Regions from separate parts of the Ovis aries genome. Here region 1 is linked to region 2. A link is a contact called in public Hi-C data. All regions are on one chromosome and are shown on one strand. The core of a region is the stretch at or near the end of the contact, and the rest is flanking DNA. Distances in the headings are between cores, read along the strand shown.

Region 1 (6,064 bases), core at 3,513-6,012, 310 kb after region 2:
TTGGGCTCCAGGTGAACTGCACTCTCCCTAAAGACTGATCTTGGAAATGAACCTGTTTCTGGTTATTTAAGTCACTTCCCACGAGGCCAATGACCATCTTCTGAAGAGAGATTAGAGGTGAAGAGAAGTAGCACAAAGACGTGAAGATGCCTGCAGAGACAGTCAAAGCTCCCAGTTATTAACAGATGTTTAGGAGATGCTGGGGATGGTTGGAAGAAAGGCATCCTTTCATATGTTATTTCAAATGTGATACTGGTAAGGCAAAGTGCCTCACACAGAGAAAACATTTGATGAATTTTAGCTACTTTAAAAAAAACTACTTTATGTTTCTTTTGATAATTGCATTTTAGAATAATTTTCTCAATCAGTAACAAATTAATTACTTTCTGTCCTGTCCATCCAGGTGGTGACTATGGTTCAGACTTCTGCACTGCAAATACAGTCTATTAAGAAAGGCTCCCTTCCCTAGCATTCCAGTAGGTAACTTGTATGAAAATGTCTGTGGCTAAAGATATTTAATGAAAGTGAGATGGTAATGATGGGGCATCTTTCTGCTTTTGAAGCAAAACTTGAATGATCCTTTAGTGAAGTTGCTCAGTCATGTGCAACTCTTTGCAACCTCATGGATTATAGCCTGGTAGGCATCTCCATCCATGAGATTTCTCAGGCAAGAATACTGCAGTGGATTGCCATTTCCTTCTCCAGGGGATCTTCCCAACCCAGGGATTGAACTTGGGTCTCTGGTATTGCAGGCAGACTCTTTACCATCTGAGCCACCACATATAAAGTAATAAGTAAATCGATTTTTTTTCCTTTTGGCTTTGATTCATCTTGGAAGGTAGGGACCCTGGGCTATGGTACCCTGAACATCTAATTCCCTCTCTGTGCCATTCAGATGTTCAGGAAATGTTAGTTCAGATACCAGCTCCTTCACAGGAAGAAGGGGCTGGTGGGGTTGATCTGGGATCGCCCACCTCCTTCCAACCCTTTGTATTTCTGTAGGGGATAAATTAGCCCAGCTGTGCTTGTGTTCTGTTTTATGAATGTGTAGGCATCATCCTACATGTTTGAAAACATCAAAGAAGAGGGAGAAAACAGCTTTCTATAGGACCTTAAAAATCAACCCAAGTCCTGCTGGTTTTTCACGCAGGCCACAGCCCCTTGAATTGTTCAGAATGGGAGCCTTCCCGAGGGTCAGAGATAAATAACTTTGCAGAGAACCATGCACCGGATGCCCCTGCCTTCCTCCTGTATTGTGGCAGGTGCTGTATTTACTTAGCTATTTTCTCCTCAGCAGAAAGCACATCAAAAGTCACTGATTTATTTACTTAAGGGCTACCATAGAAATCGTGCAGAAAACACCTCGCATTGTGTGAGATCTTGTGTCTGTTTCCTTGGAATGTATATTCTACTGAAAAGGAAATCCATGAACAGCACCCTCAGGGAATACAAGGAATTGGAAGACTGTGTGTATTCTCAGACCTGCACAATGAGAGGGGTGTTCTTGTTCTGCAGGACCTGCTCGGTGAGGGTCTCAGTGCCTCCTTACTTGAGTAGTCAGGCACTAGGCTCTACTGGCCCAGATACACTTACTGTTTGGGTGGGCTGCCAGAGTCTCCATCACTTGCCTTGGAGCTGTACCAGAAAGCAATGCACAACCAGGGAAATGCAACAAGAGGTGAGAATATCTGGCCAGGCCTTGCAGGGGCACATTTTGATCACCTTTGCTCTGTGAACGGTCTCCTGCTTCAAGGTCCTGCGGTGAAGGGCAGTGACCCAGGAGAGGCTTCTGAAGTGGGCATGGCAAGTGGGCCTGGCAAGTGGGCCCCTGACTGAGGGCAAGGAATTATGCATTGACCCTTCAAGGCTTCAGTGCCAGTGAGGTTGGAGATATCTCTTTGGTCACCATCCTTATATGGAGGGACCAGCTGTCTGAGAAGGTATGAATGTGAGAATGCTTGCAGAATATGCCAGCAAGCTGAGTGAGGTGGGGAGTCCAGTGAGTCTAAGCCTTGAGTGCTAAGTCGCTTCAATCATGTCTGACTCTGTGTGACCCTACAGACTGCTGCCTGCCAGTCTCTGCTGTCCATGGGATTTCCTAGGCAAGAATACTGGAATGGGTTGCCATGCCCTCCTCCAGGGGAATCTTCCTGACCCAGGGATTGAACTGGAGTCTCTTACATCTAACCTGTACCGGCAGGCAGGTTCTTTACCACTAGGATCACCTGGGAAGCCTTGACACACATTATATTCAATCCTGACCTTGGGAGGTTGGACGACAGGCTCCCAGTCTGGGCCCACGTTTGTCCAGTGGAACATGAGGTCTGTGCTGACCACAAGGGCTGACCAGCCCTCATAGGACCTTCCCCATTGCTTAGGAACCCAGGAATTGTGACCTTCTCAGGTCAAAGCTATTGGTGGTATCTGTGCTGTGCTTACTTGCTCAGTCATGTCCACCTCTTTATGACCCTTTGGACTGTAACCTGCCAGGCTCCTCTGTCCATGGGATTCTCCAGGCAACAGTGCTGGAGTGGGTTTCCATGCCCTCTTCCAGGGGATTTTCCCAATTCAAGTATTGAACCCAGGTCTCCTGCATTTCAGGCAGATTCTTTACCATCTGAGCCACCAGAAAAGCCCTTGGTAGTGTCCAGTGAGGGTTAACCAAACACCTGCTACAAATGCTCCATGACCCAGCCATCAGCTCCTTGATACCTACTCTATAGAGAAATGAGTGCTTGAATCCACAACACATGGATTCAAGTGTCTGTAGCATAAACTGTGGTCCTTCCGCACGGTGGAATAGACTCTGGCCATAAAAGGAGTGAAGTGCTGACACTCCCACGTGGATGAATATGGGCAGCATGATGCTCAGTGAAAAAAGCTGACACAAAAATGCCATATTCTATTATTGCATTGATGTGAACCTCCTAGAGTAGGTAAATTCACAGAGACAGAATTCAGATTGGTGGTTTCCAAAGAGGGTGAGGAGGGTAGGGAGAAACTGTTTAATAAGTAAGGGGTTTTACTTCAGAGTGATGGAAATGTTTTGGGACTAGACAAGGTTGAAGAATGCAAAGTACTCTAATGATACTAAATGTTACTGAATTGTTCACTTTAAAACACATAATGTGTATTTCACTTGAATAAATTAAAAAAATGCAAATTAAAAAAACTGTCAGTATCAGCTTTACTAATATTGATATTAGTCTCACATCCACCACTCTCTGAATAAAGCGTTTTTATCTACATGCTAGCATCCTTCACAGCAAGGACAATGGATATAAATTCAAACATGGGCTCATCTCACCAACCTTGTGCGGGGACATAGGGTGTTCACACAATTTAAGTCCATTCATATGAAGGTTAAGAACATGCAAGAACAACCACTGGTGGTGGAAGTCAGAACAGTGGTCATCTCTGGAAGGAATTTCTGGGGTGGCAAATGTTCCATACTTTGACGTGGGGGCCGTGACACAAGTGTATACAATTGTCAAGACTAAACTGCACCCTTTAGATTAGTGCTCAGTTCCATATGTAAATGTACTTCAATATAAATAATAATTCCAAGAGAAGAGAAAAATCAATTTAGAGACATAGAAACATTAACCTTCGTATATGGAACTCACCAACGCCAGGCTTGCCAGATTGTTCACAGGAGACTGGTCCCCTGGCTGGTCCTTCTCCATGTGCAGCAACACCTGAGGCCAGCTTGGCCCCTCTGCTTTCACATTGTCATTTCCTGCTTTGTGCATCCATCCCCAGCAGGTTTCACTCCCCATGGGGAGCCTGGCCTGGAGCCAGGTAGGAGTTTTATGAAGTGTTGTGGAGGGACCCATGAGCTAGACGCTCGCTCCCTGGGTGTACAGGGGCAGGGAGGCAGAAGGAGACCCCATGCTCACAGTGACCTCAGGTGTCCCAGCACCGATGGCAGGCATCCACAGTTCTGCTTGGCACCTGCCCACATCTGGGCAGGAGCCCTGAGGAGGTGTCTGGACCAGATTCTCAGTGCTCTATCCAAGGGGAGCTACTACCGTGTCTCACTAAGCCAACTCACAGTCCTCTGTGGCTGCAGGAAGCCCCTTCACTGAACAGCAGCCCTGTGTGCTGAGATCTCAACCGTAGGAGGACTCCCACAGAACCTTCAGCCCTGCCCTGGCATTTGGGGCAGGCCTCCAGGAGCTTGGAGCAGAGCTTCTCAGACTTTCCTGGACACTGAGACACCCAGGGCCCTGGGAACAAGCAGACTCTGACTCAGAGGGTCTGGGGGCGGTGATGCTAATGTTCTGGTCTGGAAAGTCTGGAGGGGAAATAAAACTTAGTAAAAAATGATGAACATGCATGCTTATATACATACTAGCCAGTTCCTACTCATAGCAGCATATCCAGACCTAATGTAGAATTTAAAGGACCATCAATCTGTGAACCCATGGGTAACATAAATGAGGTAAGCTCCCACCCCCAAGCTCTGAGTCCTTTCCCATCACAACACCCCTTTTACACTCCACCCGAATTTTTTGCATCTTTCTCTGTCTGGAGGCATGCTGGGGGTCAGATGCAGCTTACTCTGGTGGGGAGGCTGTGTGGGAACCACCCTGCCTGGCCTCACCAGTAACTTCTGCCACACCTCCCATTTCCACAGAGCTATTTTTAGAATTCTATTTTTAAATTGTCTGAAGTTCACATTGACTTCACTGCCTAATTGAAAAGGTCACCTCCCTGGAATTGTCTGTTGTACACTCCACCCTGTGGACAGTGCAGAGTGGAAATGATCAAATATCCCTGGTTGGGGCCACATGCTGGTGACATCCATCCCCGCTAGGGTACAGGTGAGGTGGTGGTGGAGCCTGGCCCCCAGGCCAGCTCAGATGCAGGTCAGTTCCGGGCTCTCTCTTTCACCTTCCACCTGTGCTGACCCATCAGGCATGCAGACCCGGAGGTAGACACAGATGCTGCCCTGTTCTCACTGCAGCCCAAGGTGAGGCTGAGGGTAGGGTTTGTGTGGGTATTGCACAGGCCCTATCTTTCCTTTTTGGGAATGCTTTGCCCTAGATTCATGGCCTATTTTTCCAGAGCACCTGCCCTTCTCACCTGGAGGAGTGTAATAGACTCTGGAGGACTTATGACCACACAGACCAATGGGCCCACCCCAGAGTCTCAAACTGAGTAGATCTGGTGTGGAGACTGGGGCTTACATGTCTCATCTGGTGTTGCAGGTCTAGATACCAGGCTTTGAGAACTATGGGCCTGTGCCAAAGGTGTCAGAGGCTGTTGGGGAAATGCAAAGTCTCCTGGCAGCTGTGGGCTAAAGAGGGTAAAGTGTGGACTGCGGTTCCCAAGACACCTGGGTTCCAGTCTCTTAAGTATCCTTTTCTGGGAGATGAAAGCAGGTCATTTAATTCCACTAAACCTTAGTTTTCCAATCTGTAAAATGGGTTAACATCTCTTATCTCATAGGGGTGTGGCCTGGTAGGGACCAGAGGGCCTCCCAGTGTGTTTTCTGGAGCTTCAGCTTGACCCCAGGGTGGGCTGAGAGCGGCTCCTTGGGGCTGAGCTCTCACGGGCACTGGCTGTGAGCCCTTGATTGTGTGCCCCTGAGCTTTGCCTGGACCATTGTGAACTAGGCTTCTGTCTGTGAAATGAGAGAATCCCTCTCCTTGGTGCTTATCTTGCTGCTCAGAAGCAATTTCAGGTGGTAAATTGAGTGAATGCCTGAGTTGGGTAGGGAGCAGTTCTCTGGGACCCCACCGCTTTAATACTGTGAAGGCTCTAAAGGTCTGATGCTCTGCCAAACCAGCTGAACTCAGGCCACCTCAGTCCTGCCTGCAGGCTCCCCAGGCCTCTGGGAATGAATTCTGCAGAATTCATTGGCCTGAACGCTGACCCGGAGCTGCCAGTTCAGAAGAACTACTTGAATTTGCCTTGGCACGGGGGCTGCCCGGGTTTGCCTTGCCTCCTCTGGGCTCCTCGTGGTCGCTAACGCCTCCTTTCTCTGAAACTGGGCACTTCCGGCCTGGCACCGCCTTCCTCCTTTCTCCCACTCCTGTGCAAACAGCCGGAGAGCCGG
Region 2 (5,572 bases), core at 1,091-3,590:
CAAAGAGTTGTACACATCTGAGCAACTGAGCATGCAGTGGGCAGTAAAGAAAGAAAGGAAATGGCAGCAAAGGAAAGCCACAGGATGCCAGCAATGGGGAGGGAGCAATTAGAAAACAATATAATGGCTACCGGGGGTGGGGGCGTGTGAGGGGGAGGGATAGGTTGGGAGGCTAGGATTGACCTATACGTGCTACTACATAAAACAGATGACTAATAAGAACTTTTTGCGTAGAACAGAGAACTCTACTTAATACTCTGCTATGACCTACATGGGAAAAGAGTCTAAAAAAGAGTGGATGTGTGGTGTATATGTATAACTGATTCACTGTTGTGTACACCTGTAACGCTGAAGATCAACTGCCCTTCAGTGGGGGGGCGGGGGGCGGGGGGCGGGGAAGACACCTCGGATTTCAGCGATGTTAGGTGAGCAAACACTCAATTGGCATCTGGGAAGTGTTCCGCTCTCTCAGCTGTCCTCTGCCAGCTGGCCACCGGGGGGCGCAAGAAGCCAGTGCACTCCGTTGTCTTCCTTATTTCCTGTCTTGCCGCAGAGTCGGGACTCCCAGCACACCCAACAGCCCCTGCACCCGCTATAGCTGTCCTGCCCAGTCTCAAAAACCTCACCTAGTAAGGGTTAAGGCTGGGTGGCGGAGACAGAATGCACCTCAGTGCACATAGAGAGATGCAGGCACCAAAAATTATAAGCTCAGTGAGCAAACTTTCTGGAAGTGTCAACTTCCCTGGTGGCTCAGATAGTAAAGAATCTGCCTGCAATGCGGGAGACCCAGGTTCCATCCCTGGGTCGGGAAGATCCCCTGGAGGAGGGCATGACAACCCACTCTGGTATCCTTGCCTGGAGAATCCCATGGAGAGAGGAGTCTGGCTGTAGAGTCCATGGGGTTGCAAAGAGTCGGACACCACTGAGTAACTAACATTCATTACACAGGTCCAAAATGGCCCCGGCCAAGCAATGTCTATTAAACGCTCTCAAGCTCTCATTTAGTATTATTTCTCTATTCCTGGAAAACAAGCTTTTAATACATGCATACTTAGGTCAAAATTTTTCAAAATAGCTTGCCAAATATAGGCTTTTCTTCCGTCAGTACTGGATTGGAGTCTCCTTTTGTCTTCATCTGGGTTTTGCAGTTTTTGACTTCCATTAATATGTAGCTTAGATGGGGCTCAGCTGACTCTACCTGGGCCCCTCCTTGATCAGAGGGCCAAAGGCCAAGTCCCCACAGTATGTCAATGGAAGTGCGGGGGAGAGGTGCTCAGGAACTTTCCCGTCGGCCTGTAGATGGCGCCCCGGGAAAGGGATTCCAAGCGTAGTTCCCAAAGTTCTTGGGGTCCCCACCCGGCTGCGAAGAAGGTGCAGCAGCCAGGTGTTCCTTCCAACTTCCACGGCTGCTCCGCACGTGCGCTAGAACCTTTTGGGGCGGAATTTCATGCAAACGTGTGGTGGGTGCAGCGGGGCCGGTGCAGGGGGCGCGCATTGAGGAGCGCAGGAGCCCCACGCGGCCGCGACCCACCACGCGCCGAGCAGCCCGGTGACCCCCACGCGCGGCGGGGCTCTCCCACCCCACCCAGCGGCAGGTGGACAGTGTCGCTATGAAGAGAAAGCTTCAATTGTCCCTCCTACAAACCGCCACACGCCAGACCTCTGCTATTGTGCACCCGGCATAGAAATGCAAACGAGCCGCGTGTTCCGGCCGCAATCTGCTTGCGCGCCCTGGCGCCCCGCAGCGCTTAGTAGCGGGCCGGGAGATTGGCTAGACTTTGCAGCGCGACCGGGTCCGGGTCTTGATTGTGCTAGAAGAACCTCGCGCTCGGGGCTCTGGTGTCAGCTGGAGAGGGCTGCTTTCAGGCCTTTAGCTAGCTTAGCCAGCGCAGCCTGTTTTTTAAGTTCCGGTTTAGAAGAAATGGTTTCAGAAACTCCAAATTAAAAGTGAAGAAAAAAATAGAAAAGGTAGCAAGAAAAATAAATGCAAAAAAAATATTCATTAGATTTCCCCAAAGGTGCATTTCACAAATTGCAGCGTACTGTTAACAAGTGAGGGTTTTTTCCCCCCGTAACTTTTTCCTTTTAAGGACTTAAAAAAAAAAGGCGAGATGAAATCTGCAGGCTCCAGTCTGCCTGGTAACACCCCGACAAAAGCGGCAGATTTGAGGCATTGTCATCCCCCGCACCCCTCCCCACGTGGCCTTCTGGCACGAGCCGCGGGCAGCCGCCTCATTTGCATCAGAAAGCGGGCGCGGGCCAATGGGCTCGCAGGCTCGCGCCAGCTGGCGGCGCCACCCGGCTCAGCCTATATAAGGGCGCAAGGCGGCGCTCCGGCTTACTCGCCGGCAGCGGGCTCACCAGGCTTGCTCGCAGACTTTCCTTCTTCGCTCGCGTCTGCTCCGCCCTCTGTTCTTGTGGATAACTTGCTGCTCGCAGATCGCAATATGACTCTGGAAGAAGTTCGTGGCCAGGACACGGTTCCAGAAAGCACAGCCAGGTAGGTCGGCGCCTAACTCCGGACGTCTCGGGGCGCGCGGGGACCCTCGTCCTGCCCTGGCCGCGCTGGTTGGGCGATAGTCTTTGGGGCCCGCCTGGGTGGAAACCGGCTGGGTTGGGAACCCGCTGGGTGGAAGCCGGGCGCGAGTGTGCCGGCTGGGCCGAAGGTGCGGCCGCCTGGGCTGGCGCGCCGGGCTGGGGCGCTGGGGGTGCGTCTCCGGGTCCAGGGATCTCAGGGCACCCTCCGGCTCACCGTGCTGGCTTGTCCACAGGATGCAGGGCGCCGGGAAAGCGTTGCACGAGCTGCTGTTGTCTGCGCAGCGCCAAGGCTGCCTCACGGCCGGCGTCTACGAGTCAGCCAAAGTCCTGAACGTGTGAGTATCAAACGCGGCCCGTGGGAGGAGCGGCAGGGAGACCGGGGAGACAGTGGCTGGGGGCGCCCCTGGCTCCTCGACCTGATCTCACCACCTCTTGCTCGCCCGCGTAGGGACCCCGACAATGTGACCTTCTGCGTGCTTGCCGCTGACGAGGAGGACGAGGGCGATATCGCGCTGCAGATCCACTTCACTTTGATCCAAGCGTTCTGCTGTGAGAACGACATAGACATCGTGCGCGTGGGCGACGTGCAGCGGCTGGCGGCGATCGTGGGTACCGGTGACGAGTCGGGGGCACCTGGAGACCTGCACTGTATCCTCATTTCGGTGAGTGTCGCCTCCGTGCCGATGTGATCCCTGCCCCCTCGCTCTCCCGTCAGCAGCCAGTGCCCAGCCAGGCTGACCTCTGCGTTCTCTCTGCAGAACCCCAATGAGGACGCATGGAAGGACCCCGCCTTGGAGAAGCTTAGCCTGTTCTGCGAGGAGAGCCGCAGCGTCAACGACTGGGTGCCCAATATTACCCTTCCCGAGTGACAGCCCCGTGGGGATCCTTGGTTTGATCGACGTGGTGACGCCCCGGGGCGCCTAGCGCGGGGCTGGCTCTGTGGATGCGCCCTCGGAGGGCGCCGGAGTGCGGCGTGGAGACTGGCAGGCGGGGGCGCGTGGAGAGCGGCGAGGAGGTGCGGTTCCCTCCCGAGGAGGGGCCCGGCGGCGACAGGGGCAGGCTGGCCCCAACCCAGGACTCTACAAGTGTGGGGAGCGGCTGCTCGCCCAGGAAGGCCGGAGGCGGGACCTTGGCCGCGCGGCCGGGAAGGACAGACTGGCCGGGCAGGCGTGACTCAGCAGCCTGTACTCCCGGCAGAAAGGAGGGGAAAGGCAAGTCCAGGCGGCTTGGACTTGTACGGTTACAGGAGCTCTGACGGACTTGAGCAGTATGCACTGCTGTTTTCAAAACGGATACGGGCGATGCTTCATTTTCTAAAGGATTATGCTGCTGCAGCTTTGAGTTTTACAATAAACTTAACTGAAACAAACGTACTCTCTTTATTGAGGGCAGGGTATCTTTGTCTGTGGGGGAGGTGGTCAGCGGGACTGCTGCTGATTTCTGAAATTTACGGAACTCCATGGCACCTGTTCCATCTTCCTGTTGGCGCTGAATGGCAGGCTCCTGGGGTGCTGGAAGTGGGGGAGGGGACGCTGGCTGGGTGTTAGGGCAGAACTTGAGCCCTGCTCCTATTTCTCTCCCTTCAGGAAAATTTTTAAACTTGCAAGACAGGAGCATACTTGGGATAAGACATCAGTGCAGCAGCTGGCCATCCAACCCGATAGCAGAGACCTTTCCCTCCCCTCCCCCTTCTTTCCTCTCCACCCCCTCCCTTCCAACAGCTGCTTATGGGAACAGCTTGCAGGATGCAGGCAGCTCCTTCCTGCACAATGAGCATTGCCTTCTGCAGGCACTGCCCTTTGTGGTCTCTGAGGATGGTGGCAGACTGCTGTCAGGAACCATTTCCCCTTAAAGGAATGGCACTTACGGCAATGTCACCAGGGTATTAATATCGCATATGACATGACTGCATTTAAGTGTGAGTCATCATTTTGTCATGACTGTGATAGATCTTAAGATCTGAGCAAAAATGGCAAGGGAGTGTCTGCACAAATAGGCGTAAGCAATTCTGAGTGGGGCCAGCATCTGCTATCTACTATTTTGAGTGTTCTCTGCCCACATCAGAGTTATGAGGACTGCTACTATTCACAGCAGCATTGAGAGACTTACAGAAGAAAAATAATTCAAATCTTTTGGGCAAAGTCTTAAGAAGGATGTAGGAGGAAATGTACTGAGTGAATCAAACTTTTTATATTATTAAACTGATATCTTGCTTTCATGCTGCTGCCTGATTGTACTGCTTTTGGCGGGGGAATATACATGGAACTGCATTGCTGTTAGCAAGCTGCCCAGTGGTCCGCCATGCCTTCCAGGCAAAGGAGGGTTAGTGTACTTTCTCAGCAGTTCCAGGCAGCTGATTTGCCTTGTCGTGTGCCACTTCACTCCATATCCTGAAAGAATTAAAAGAGCTGTACGAGCCTAATGATTTCTGCTGCAAGGAAAGCATCTTCGTTTCACATTTATTAGCTCTTGAAAATATTTCTCCCTTGATTAGACAGAAGCTCAGTGAAATAATTCAGCTGTGTTTGTGCCAAAGTTTCATTACTGCTTCACCCACTGCTGCTCAAAACCTTGAGTTTCCCTAGTTGAGGTGGAGCCCCGCAGGGTGGGGGTCTACAGCAGTCTGCCTTTCTGGGCTCACAACCATTTGCCACAGCATGCTATAGTAAACACAAACGGAGCACGATTCGTTTAAAATGTACCCTTCAATGAGTAGATCCAGCAGCATATTGCATAGGACAGGCAGCAGATCCTCCCACTGGCCCACTGACCCTTGTAGAACATTCAGTTGGCAGATCTGCAAAAGACTTGATTTTGTGGATTAGAATTTACAGCAAGGGCACCTGTTGGAGCCCTTAGGGGCTAGAAAAAATTTATAGGGAGAAAAAAAAAATGCATGCTTGGACATCGTGCCAGCCCTAAAGCTTGTGCTTAAATTTTTGGGAGTGGTGTGAATAAGCATTTAATGCTATTAAAATGAAACACTCCAGAGGATATGTAATAAAATGCAGCGTGCTTATAAACACATTATTGT

What was found. Hi-C and Micro-C count contacts between places; a contact is called where the count stands out from the background.
Region 1: a Hi-C map of liver shows a contact between it and region 2, with 5 times the contacts expected there. The contact joins the enhancer-like site here to the promoter of GADD45G in region 2. A contact is called at or near these places in 3 of 16 Hi-C or Micro-C datasets (liver, muscle and tail adipose tissue).

What each region holds. Positions count from the first base shown.
Region 1 is chr2:24,697,574-24,703,637 of ARS-UI_Ramb_v3.0, forward strand. No RefSeq gene overlaps it. Among named protein-coding and RNA genes, the nearest start is that of GADD45G, 310 kb to the left of the region's middle. Within about 2 kb of position 4,763, at least 27 of the 54 cell types and tissues checked have an H3K27ac peak or open chromatin away from gene starts, as enhancers often do. A contact at or near this core is called in liver and muscle, where this site is marked.
Region 2 is chr2:24,392,851-24,398,422 of ARS-UI_Ramb_v3.0, forward strand. GADD45G (growth arrest and DNA damage inducible gamma) reads left to right here and starts at 2,341. Exons shown (of 4, transcript XM_015093022.3): 1 at 2,341-2,500; 2 at 2,772-2,873; 3 at 2,987-3,200; 4 at 3,297-3,907. The coding sequence starts at 2,448. The coding sequence ends at 3,407.